Linked DNA regions of Mus musculus: region 1 is linked to region 2. The links are chromatin contacts, called in public HiChIP or PLAC-seq maps. All regions are on one chromosome and are shown on one strand. The core of a region is the stretch at or near the end of the contact, and the rest is flanking DNA. Distances in the headings are between cores, read along the strand shown.

The links. HiChIP or PLAC-seq counts read pairs in DNA pulled down with a chosen protein or histone mark.
Region 1: an H3K4me3 HiChIP or PLAC-seq map of bone marrow-derived macrophages shows a contact between it and region 2, with 4 times the contacts expected there. The contact joins two enhancer-like sites. A contact is called at or near these places in 1 of 484 Hi-C or Micro-C datasets (cortical neurons) and 1 of 115 datasets of contacts at active chromatin or transcription factors (bone marrow-derived macrophages).

The regions. Positions count from the first base shown.
Region 1 is chr15:100,741,787-100,744,757 of GRCm38.p6, forward strand. No RefSeq gene overlaps it. Among named protein-coding and RNA genes, the nearest start is that of I730030J21Rik, 11 kb to the left of the region's middle. Within about 2 kb of position 1,660, at least 7 of the 459 cell types and tissues checked have an H3K27ac peak or open chromatin away from gene starts, as enhancers often do. A contact at or near this core is called in bone marrow-derived macrophages, where this site is marked.
Region 2 is chr15:100,244,854-100,247,654 of GRCm38.p6, forward strand. It overlaps Atf1 (activating transcription factor 1), which reads left to right. Exons shown (of 7, transcript NM_007497.3): 3 at 392-492. Among named protein-coding and RNA genes, the nearest start is that of Atf1, 18 kb to the left of the region's middle. Within about 2 kb of position 1,303, at least 46 of the 459 cell types and tissues checked have an H3K27ac peak or open chromatin away from gene starts, as enhancers often do. A contact at or near this core is called in bone marrow-derived macrophages, where this site is marked.

The DNA.
Region 1 (2,971 bases), core at 410-2,909, 500 kb after region 2:
AGTACATAGAAAAGATTTCTGAATTCATTGTAAATGGTAGAATAAGATTAAGTCAATTTTCAGGAACAGACCCAGCCTAAATTGTAGTACCTCTTACTAATGCTGAGATGATGTCATTATGGGTTAATGAAAATTGGCAAAGAGCTTGTAGTAAGTACTTGGGAGAAATTAACATCAAGTATCATAAAAACAAGCATTTGCTGTTTATTAAAAAATAATTGGATTCTCCCACCTACTGTAAAGGAAACACCAATTCCTGAAGCACCTATATTCTACACTGATGCAAATAAGCTGGGAATGGTAGTGAGACAAAATGAGCCAAATAATTCAAAGCCCATATACTTCAGTTCAAAAACCAGTTATATGCAACTCTTATGGAATTATTAGATTTTCCTGAATCTCTTAATATAATCACTGACTCTCCATATGCATAAGGAGTTGTTTTGTACATAGAAACTGTTGAATTTATTCCCGATAATTGAGAATTAATCTTGTTATTTATGCAACTGCAACAGGTAGTAAGAAATAGAAACTATCCATTATAAATTACACATCTCACACAGGTTTTCCAGGTCCACTGGCATAAGGAAATAAGGCAATTATTGACCAATTATTAACAGGAAATGTGTTAGAAGCCTCAAAATTTCATGAACCCCCCCCACCACCATATTAACAGTAAAGTTTTAAAGAAAAAAATTTTTCTATTACTTGGCAACAAGGCAAGGAAATCGTAAGAAAATGTTCTATTTGTTCTCTGTATAACCAAAACTCTATTACCCACTGCAGTAATCCAAGGGGTATCAAAAGAATCTGGCAGATGGATGTGTTTCATTGGGCAGAATTTAAGAAAACTATATACTCATACCATTGTTACATATTCAAGGTTTCAGTGGGCAACTGCTTTGAGTTCTGAGAAGGCTGATGCTGTAATTACACATTTACTGGAAGTGATGTGTCTTATAGGAATTCATGCACAAATCACGACTGACAATGTCGCTGCATATATATGCCTCCAGGAAGATGAAGTAACTCTTTACATAGTATAATATAAAGCACATTATGGGTATACCACACATTCCCACAGGACAAGCAGCTATAGGAAGATCTAATTGCACTTTAAAAGATATGCTTGGGGGCTGGAGAGATGGCTCAGTGGTTAAGAGCATTGGACTACTCTTCTAGAGGCCCTGAGTTCAAATCCCAGCAACCACATGGTGGCTCACAACCATCCGTAATGAGATCTGACACCCTCTTCTGGAGTGTCTGAAATCAGCTACAGTGTACTTACATATAATAAATAAATAAATCTTTTAAAAAAAGATATGCTTAATAAACAAAAAGGAAGACTAAATAGGGATCTGTTCATGTTAAATTTTCTTAATGTTGATAAAAAAGAAACAACGGCAGCCAAGAGACACTGGCTTATTAAAAAACATAAACAAAAAAAATGTGGAATTAGAGCAACTTATATACTGATGTGCTGACGTCAGCGTCGGAGCCTGCAGTGGTTTTGGGATGGGTATGCAGTTAGTGTCTACAAGGAATGAAAAAAGTATGGCTACCATCTGTGGTGGTTTGAAAATGCCTGGTCCATGGTAAATGACACTAATTATGAGGTGTGGCCTTATTAGAGGAAGTGTAGCCTTGTTAGAGGAAGTGTGTCATTGTGGAGATGGGGCTTTGAGGCTTCATATGTGCTTAAGTCTGACCAGTGTGATCCTGACCCTCTTCCAGGCTGCCCTCGAAAGGCATTCTCCTGGCTGCCCTTGCATCCAGATTCAGAACTCTCGGTTCCTTCTCCAGCACTGTGTCTGTCTGGATGCTGCCATGTTTCCCGCCATGATGATAATGGACTGAACCTCTGAAACTGTAAGCCAGCCCCAATGAAACGTTGTCCTTTACAAGAGTTGCCATGTTCATGGTGTCTCTTCACAGCAATGGACACCCTAAGACACTATCAAAATCCACAAAAATTAGATTTGACCAAGGAAGACCTCTCTGCAAAGCCAATACATCTTGTTGGCTACAGAGTCCTCATGACTTATTATATTCCAACCTCTCATATGGTATAGATGAAGATCTATAATTACAGCTCAGTTAGGCAGTCCAAATAGGCTTACAAGTTCATAGTACCTTACAGCTGCTCAAACATAGAGAACCATCTCCCCCACCCCCACCCCCACCCCCTGATTTGTTTTTTCGAGGCAGGGTTTCTCTGTGTAGCCCTGACTGTCCTGGAACTCACTCTGTAGACCAGGCTGGCTTCAAACTCAGAAATCTGCCTGCCTCTGCCTCCCAAGTGCTGGGATTAAAGGTGTGCGCCACCACTGCCCTGCCATAGAGAATCATCTTTAGCTGAATTGTGCACCCCACACATTCTGTAAATGTGTTAATACAGAAACGTATGGGCTGGAAAGATGGCTCAGCGGTTAAGAGCACTGAATACTCTTCCAGAGGTCCTGAGCTCAAATCCCAGCAACCATAGGGTGGCTCACGGCCATCTGTAATGGGATCTGATGCCCTCTTTTGGTGTGTCTGAAGAGAGCAGTGGTGTACTCATATACATAAAAATAAATAAATAAATCTTAAAAAAATAAAAAGAAAAAAGAAATGTATACTATCTTATTTTTTTTTTCAGAGCAAAAAGACCAGATACCAAAGAAGACAAAGTAAGCAGCCCAGGTGACCCAGCCTCACAGACGGCCTCAGTTGCTGTAGCCCAGGTGACCCAGCCTCACAGATGGCCTCAGTTGCTGTAGCCCAGGTGACCCGGCCTCACAGGCGGCCTCAGTTGCTGTAGCCCAGATGACCCAGCCTCACAGATGGCCTCAGTTGCTGTAGCCCAGGTGACCCGGCCTCAGTTGCTGCAGCCCAGGTGACCCAGCCTCACAGATGGCCTCAGTTGCTGCAGCCCAGGTGACCCAGCCTCACAGACGGCCTCAGTTGCTGTAGCCCAGATGACCCAGCCTCA
Region 2 (2,801 bases), core at 53-2,552:
CTGCTAAGCCATCTCTCCAGCCTCCAAGTAATACCATTTTATTTGACATATAAGCTTTATTGTTTGCTCTGGTCTGCTGTATTGTATATGCTTTTTGGTTGTTTTTTTTTTTTTTTTTTGAGAAAGAGTTTTTCTGCCCTGGAATTGACTTTGTAGACCAGGATGGCTTCAAACTCAGATCTGCCTGCCTCTTTGTCCACAGTGCTGGGATTAACAGTGTGCCAGCACACCCGGTTTGTTTGTTTGTTTGTGTCTCTTTAGATGCTCTCCTTTCCTTTTCATTTTGAACCTCAGAAGTAACATACAAGAGAGCAGGTGATGGAAGACAGATCATTCCTATAAAAGTGAAAACTGGATTCTTCAGTGTACTAAAATGAGTTCTGATTTTTAGGTGTCATCGTTATCAGAAAGTGAGGAGTCTCAGGACTCATCTGACAGCATAGGCTCCTCACAGAAAGCTCACGGGATCCTGGCCCGGCGCCCATCCTACAGGTCAGTACTTTGTTTTCAGTGTGTTCACAGAGTTCTGAGAAAATATAAAGCAGTCATAGGCAGTTAGGTGAGGAGGCAGGTCTTAGAGAAGTTGCAACCAGATTAAGCTGAGGAGTTTAGACTTTAGTTTTAATGTTGAGACAGGGTCTTTCTGTGAAACCCCTGCTGTCCTAGAACTCACAGAGATCTGCCTGCCTCTCTTCCCTGAGTGCTGGGATTGAAAGCCTGAGTCCCCATGCCCTGCTGGGTCCCCATGCCCTGCTGAGTCCCCATGCCCTGCTGGTATAGAAATGTAAACGCAGAGCTCTAGGCCCTTGTGTCCTTCTGTATGCACTGAAGCCTCTGATCATTATGCACGTGTGTTTGCCTGCATGAGTTTGTGTGTGTCATGTGTGTTCCAGGGGCTAGAAGAAGGTCTTAGATCCCCTGCAACTGGAGTTACAGGTGGTTGTAAGCTGCCGTGTGTGTGTGTGTGTGTGTGTGTGTGTGTGTGTGTATGCTGAGAACCTGAGTTATCTGCTGCAACAATAGCCATTGAGCTATCTTTGAGCCCCATAGCATTCCATTTTATTCAAAGGCATGGCCATGTGTTATTTTCTGTGATGCCATGTCCTGGTAGGGTAGGGTAACTGTCCCTTAGTAAATGCCAGTAATTACTTGCTCAGTGAGTGGGGATCTGTATGTAGTACAGTTGATTGATAAAAAGCTTTGGAATGGTCTGATTTCCTTTGGATAGGAGTAAGGGTGTGTGCAGTGAGTGAGCTCGTGACAGTGTCATGGTAGAATTGACCAATCCTAGAGCCGAGTGTGGTAAGAAGACTCAGAATGATGATGACTCAGGATGTGAGTGAGCAGTGTACTAAGGTCTCGGGCGGTCGGTGTCAGGGTTCTGTAGAAGATCTACGAAAGAACTGCTAGGTGTGAATCAAGGCAACACTGACTTGATCTTGTAAATCTGGGCCAGGCAGAGGCTGATGCAGAGGAGCTGTTTCACCTGAACCGCACACTCCGAGGTGAGCGCAGGAAGGAGGACAGCTCTGCCTGGTCCAGGAACTCTGGGTCATCAGATGGAGAGAGAGGAAGTCTCTAGTGAGAATTGTAGTTTCTTTAAAAAACACAGAAATAAGAATGTGCTTTTGTTTTAATCTCAGGTATGGGATGTGGGGCTCCTGCCGATTGCCCATAGCAGCTGCCTATGATTTGCTGGCTGCAGATAGTTTCTTCAGTTGTGTGACATTTGGAATTCTGGGAACTTTTCAGAGGGTATATAAATGCTAGGGCCCCAGAGGTGGAGGCTTGTTGGTTGGTGGTTGCTGTCATTCCTGGTTGCAGTTTGATGCGTAGTTCACGTGTGAAGATAAAACAAGAAGAAATGAGATATTCTGGTGGCAAAGATTGAACTTGCCCCAGGAACCAATGGATGGATGCCTCTCATCAGGAAGTAGTCTATAATGTTACCTTTGCTGTCTTTTTTCTGGGATCACTTTTTCTTTCTATCCTATCAGTGTTAGGAGGTTGAGGGGGTGGAAGAGAGAAGAACCCACAAAGTTGTGTTGGGAAATATAAAAAGACCAGTGAGTTGCTGGCTGGTGGCCACGTGGCTCCAGCAGGATGTTCTCGTCTCAAATACTCTCTGACTCGGAGCCCCAAATCTCTCCACCAGCTCCCTAAGTTCCAAATCTCTCCACCATCCAGCTCCCTAAGTTCCAAATCTCTCCACCATCCAGCTCCCTAAGTTCCAAATCTCTCCACCATCCAGCTCCCTAAGTTCCCACGGGCGGTCGCTACCACACCAGCTCCATGCTTCAAATCCCCCATGGCCTTTGTGGTGCACATCTGGCAAACCCACTCTTAACCTCTGTACTTTTCTCTCTCGAACCTAGTCGACCCGCCTGGTGAAGGAAACTGCCACACAGACTTAGTTCAGAAACAATGGTAACCCAATCTCTGGGCGCAACAACTAGAATCCTAATCTTGCAAGCCATATAAAATCTAAATCCTCCTGTGGCGAATCCTGGCAGATCCACTGTTGAAACCAGGAGACACTAAGCAGCTACATCTTGTCCTTAAGATATTCCTGTCCAAAATGACCCTAACTCTTTTCCTACGTCCAACCCGGAAGTCCCGCCTTCTCACCCAGTGATTGATTCCTTTATTCATTAGGGAATGGTTCACTAGGAGTCACCTGAGTCTGACTCATTCTTCAGTCCAGACAGACAGCCCCGCTAGGAAAGTAGAATTAACAGAAAAATCCAACAGCACAAAGTAGCAAAAACCCCAGCCGCAGAAGTCTGTCAGTTAAAGACGAT